Regions from separate parts of the Hordeum vulgare genome. Here region 1 is linked to region 2. Evidence: chromatin contacts called from public Hi-C data. All regions are on one chromosome and are shown on one strand. The core of a region is the stretch at or near the end of the contact, and the rest is flanking DNA. Distances in the headings are between cores, read along the strand shown.

Region 1 (2,700 bases), core at 122-2,621, 890 kb before region 2:
TTGAACATTTTTATAAAATCAAGAACATTTTCTGAATTTCAGAAAAAAAGTAAAACATGAACTTAGGTTAAAAAAATAACCATAGAAAAAAAGGAAAAAAAACAGAAACAGAAAAATGAAAAAATAAAAAAAAAGGAAAAAGAAAAAGGACAAAAAAATGAAGCAGGAACCGGAACTGCCTGCAGAGGGGGATGGGCCGGACCAGTTTGTCGCGCGCCTGTGCGTTTGAGCGATTATTTGACGCGAAGAGTGGTAAATACGGTTTTTCCCTAATAGGAGGTCCCAAGAAAAACTACTTGAAGTGAGTAGGCCGGCCCACCTATTCGCGTTCTCACCAAATTCAGTTCAGGTTAGGGGATTCCTGCTCGAATCACTTGGGTTCAGTCGTTCAGTTCAGGTCAGTGGATTCACGTGGGAGACATTCACCGAAGATTATAATTCTTTTTTATTCCAAAAAGATTCTAATCCTAATCCTGGTACACAGTTCTGCAAAAGGCTGAAAACATCATGAGCGATTCTAATTCTACTACAGATGACCCAATTGAACATTTACAATTGCCCATGTATGTAACCCGTCGACACGAAGACGACACCTAGCTTGTTTGCCAGCGCGCGCATACATATCTATTTCTTCGCTGAACACAAATATCCATACAGTTTCCTATTTTGCTCTTACTTCCACTTGTGCTTGAGGAAGGTCACATCTGGCGCTCCCAGTGAGCATTTGGGAAAAAGGGATTTCTTGGGCCAGTACTGCCATGGCAATGGCAACCCTCAAGCAAATACGCGCGTGATCCTCCCACAAAAGGGAGAAGGGCAACACGATTCTTCTTCGGGCCATGCATGCATCAGTAAGGAAAGCCATTTACGACGCTCCCGCCGTGGCGCCGCGCGCTCGGGGTGGCGTAGAGCAGGTCGGCAAAGTCGCAGAGCCCGTTCAGCTCTTCCACGCGCATCGGCTCGAAGGCCACCCCCGTTGGCTTGGCCGGCGCGGCAGCCGTCAGCTGGTCGCTGCCGGAGACGCATGGGCGCCTTTGCTTGTCGGCTCTGTTGCAGGGCCTTGGGCGAGGCCTGTGCACGGATGGCGGCGGCGGCATCTTGGAGTACTTGCCGGTGAGCCGCTGCACGACGGACTTGAAGTTGGCGGCGTCGGAGCTGACGAACTGCGTCTCGATGAACTTGACCTTGACGCCGCCGCCGTCCTGGCTCTGCTCCATGGCCGCCGCCATATATGTATGTTCCCCCCTTGTCACTCCTCCCGGATGCAAAGGTGGAGCTAAGCTGCGCCTGCACGTACGCACGATCACGGCGACTCTTCTTCGTTTTACCTGTGGTCTAGTGTGTGTATGATGAGTTGATGACGACGAACAGACGATATGTGTCCGCTTGGCTGCACAAGCCGCGAGTTTATATAGGTTCGGTAGCTAAGGCAAACTCTATAGCCACGGATTCCCAGCAACGTTAACCCTATGACAGGTGGGGCACAGGTGGGATGGGCTCACCTGTCAGCGAAGGAAGGGGAGGGAGATGATCGGACCGGTCAAAGATACGAGCCAGTCCGGAGGAGCGGTCAGAGATCGGGGGCGGACCAGGCGGTCAAGGGCTCGTGCGGATTAGACAGCGGCATCTTCTCGGCTCGCCGGCTCCTGAGATCTTCTTTTACCACTTGTGGCGCTAAATTTTCTGTTTCTGTGAAAATTACGGGGCATAATAGCCAGACAGTGACGGCTGTGGAACTTGTAGATCGGTCGAGGTGTTGAATTGACCGAGGAAAATTTACCAGCGTCCATGTCCATATCGTCCCTTCTCAATCGGGCATCCCGTTTTCCACCGAAATTTCGGGGAATTTGGGTCTCAGAATATTTATGTTCTTGCTATGCTAAACATCGGTCGAATCGGGGGAGAAAATGATGCACATCACCGAGGCGGAGACATACGTGTACGCCGCAGCGGTTGCCAACGAGGCCTCGGACACGAAATGATCCGGAGACGGCTACAATGTGGTAGGGACGTCGATGTTGGGGAGTCGGAGGTTTGGCGGGTTCAGCCGCAAGGGGGTGTTGCAGGGATGTCGGGGCCAACGACGTGTGGTAGCACGATGGTAGATGGTGGTTCGAGGGAGGGCAGGTAGCGAGCCATGCATGAATGCGCCGCCGCCCGCCGGCCATGGGTGGCGGAGCCTGACACTGGAGCGGGGTTCAGGAGGAGGAAGACGACTTGAGGTGGAAGAAATTCTCATGACCATTCAATCGAACGAACTAAAAAAACTTTTTTGGCAGTGTGGCTGAGCTGAAGACCGGCATTCCGGTGAATAATTTTGTCGCCCCAGTCAGATGAAAGCTCAAAAGTTGAACCTTTTTTTATGTACTACTCCAGATACCTAGCACACTTATATTTTGTTTACCTTGCTCCTTCTCTGACTCCACGCACTATCGGCAGCCGATGATTTTGACCCCCATTCATCCCAAGCTTCGAGCGTACGGCTAGCGGATAATCGCCTAAACTTGTACTACTGCATAGTCCAGTCAAACTTGCATGGGTGGACTCAGTTGATTAGATGCACGCATGGACTCCTGCATATAATAATATATGGTGAGCTAATTATACCTGCATATATGTACTCCGTATGTGGTCATGTGGTCGAGGGGTGGATAGCTAAGATAATATTCTCATTGTTCCCATGACCCCATCAGGCCATGA
Region 2 (2,700 bases), core at 7-2,506:
TTGTGTTGTGCTTCTACTTCAGATGCTTATATGTAACAAACTATTCATTAGATAGATGGCCACAAGTTGTTTATTCACCATGACAAACAAGAGATATATAACAGAGAAAAGAAAATATGCAACTAGTGGAAGGCGCAAACCATTGTAAAATTACAGTTTCTGAGTTTTCAGAAGAAAAAATAGAAATGTATAATATGCTACCGCATGTGAGCATTGACAATACAAAATGTGATCACCTCCAAACCGTACAAGGACACAAAATTGTATATGTATAATTGGTATGTCATAAAAATTAAAATGCAGTACAACCATGATTTTCTTTCAAATCGTTTTGAAACTTCAAGATGTATATGCACAGCATGGGCTGTTGGACGCAACTAATTGTGGAGAATCCGCATTTCCGTTCTATCTCCATTCTTATTACTTGGTACCCTACAATTCGTGCTGCCAAACTTCATAAAGTGCTGCGTTGTTATGTCTCATTGTTGCAATGGAAGGGGCGAAAAGTATTTGGCTCAAATTCTTTTCTAAAGTTTGACCGGGAGCAGATAATAGAAACCATCTGCATCAGCAATATAAGATAACAATCGCTAGAAATGTTTAAATATTCTCATCATCTTGTAATTCTGCTAGTACTGTACATCTTAATGTAAAGTGGTGGAAATGTATTGGTCAAAATGGCCTCCGGAAGAACAGAAGCACAACCTTATCCCAGGCAGGCAGGCAGGCAGGGACTAAGAGCCAAACACGCTCTCAACATGCTCCAGTAAGTAAGGCAGCAGCAGCACAACAAACTGAAGGAATCAATGGTCAGGAGACGATGGTCTCACCGCTGAGTGGGTGGAGGGCATCCCCCCTGACTGGGCGGCGACCCTGATGATGTCGATTTTGCCCACGTCCCTGCCGGAGGTGAAGGGCTTGGCCAGCTGCCCGATCACACTCGCCGCCGTCGCCGCAATCAAGACCTTGAAACACGAGCCGAGTCCTTACTTCAATCGAAAGATGAACGCAGCAATCCGTTAAGCTAGTTACGGCGAACCTTGTTATGCGCGAGCTCGGCGACGTCCTCCGGCCGGAAATGGAGGGAGGACGCGGCCGTGAGGGCCCGGCGGCGGCGCGGCCCGCGCCTCGGGGGGTGCCAGGAGGAGGAGGAGGCCGGGGAGGAGGGAGAGGTGAGCGCCGCGGAGGGGGGTGGGGGGCGGCGAGCGAAGGATGACTGGGTCATGGCCATTGGATTCCCGGGAGCCGACGGCTGCCTGCGCTCCTTGGGTGAGTCGGACCGAACCAAATGGGCTATCTCTTCTTTCCTGTGACCTTCCTCTTGTTTTTAATTTCATCTTTTTTTTCGAGGAAAGGGGTATATGCGAAAATCCAAGTCTACTGTTCTCGCTTATCTGTTCTCGCTGATGAAAAAAAATACAAAAATACAAAAAAAATCTAAATTTGTTTTATGTGATATGTATTTTGATGTGTGAGGTCCGCTTTAAATTTTAACTTATTTGAACATATGAGCAACTCTCGGTAAAAAAGACAAATCGGGTCAGAACAGCTCGTGAACAGTAAACCTTTTTTACAGACTTCGATTTTTTTTTTTGCTGAGAGCTGCTCAGATGTCCAAATAAGTTGAAATTTAAAGCGTTCCTCACGCATCAGATTATCTACCACAAAAACTGATTATTTTAAACTTTTTAAAAATGTATATTTTTTCATGAACGCGGGTGCAAATGAGCCCGAGAGCAGAAACGCTGCTCTCTATTTATTCCTCTGAAATAGCGTTACAGTCTGCTAAAACAAGCTTTTTTATGTTGTCTAGAACCTGGTGCAACCAACAAGCGATGCTACGTTTAGTTCTCCCTATATTAGCTAAACTACGGGCAACACTATTTTGTTTACAATCAATTCTTAGCGGAACAAAACCCCGAAGTTGTAGCAACTTCTTTATTTCTATCATGAGATATTTATAGGCACATCGATCGAGCGAGTCATCCGTCAAGGCTGCAACGGCTGTTGGATTATCCTATTGGACAACCACTAGGAGATCAGTGTGTTCCAAGCACATAGATAAACCTTCCAATATAGTGTTGATCCCCGCCTCAAGAGCATCCTTTCAATGGAACAAATATATGTAGGTTGAGAAGATCACCGAGCCGTCAAAGTTCTGAAGCACCATGCTAGTACTCGCCTCGCCAGTCTTTGGAAAGAGAGCTCCGTACACCGAAACGTCGTCCAGCCCGTGGGAGGCTTGGTCCATGGCCTCATCGGCACTCGAACAGGCGGTAACCTGGTTGGTATCTCCTTCATTGGTTGCTTGCCCTTGATAATGTCATCCACATTAAGTCGTTGTGCTTGATCAAAAGATGTAAGGTAGCTGCTCAAGAAGGCGCGAAAGACCTGCAGGGGCGGAACCATCTTCCCATGGATAATGTCATTGCGCAAACTCCGGGTTCTCCAGAGAAGCGTGATGATCATCTCCCTTGATTTGGTTGGTTGGTCAGCCAAGATGCCGAACAGCCATTCTGACCATGTCTTAATTAACTTATCCTTCTCAAGTAGCTGCCATTCTTCTTTCATTTCTTTCCATAGGCTTCGGGCATGCGGACATACTATCACTGCATGGAAAGAATCCTCCACTTCAGAACCACAAAGAAGACATTGTACAGGAACATTAAGGTGGCTCCTTGCCTTGCAGCTATTCGTGGG

Evidence for each region. Hi-C and Micro-C count contacts between places; a contact is called where the count stands out from the background.
Region 1: a contact with region 2 is called in a Hi-C map of leaf, with 3 times the contacts expected there. The contact joins the promoter of LOC123410039 here to the promoter of LOC123411205 in region 2. A contact is called at or near these places in 2 of 6 Hi-C or Micro-C datasets (both in leaf).

What each region holds. Positions count from the first base shown.
Region 1 is chr7H:453,955,058-453,957,757 of MorexV3_pseudomolecules_assembly, reverse strand. It overlaps LOC123410039, which reads right to left and starts at 1,371. Exons shown (of 1, transcript XM_045102920.1): 1 at 422-1,371. The coding sequence starts at 1,229. The coding sequence ends at 849.
Region 2 is chr7H:453,060,570-453,063,269 of MorexV3_pseudomolecules_assembly, reverse strand. LOC123411205 reads right to left here and starts at 1,256. Exons shown (of 5, transcript XM_045104149.1): 1 at 1,040-1,256; 2 at 831-965. The coding sequence starts at 1,231.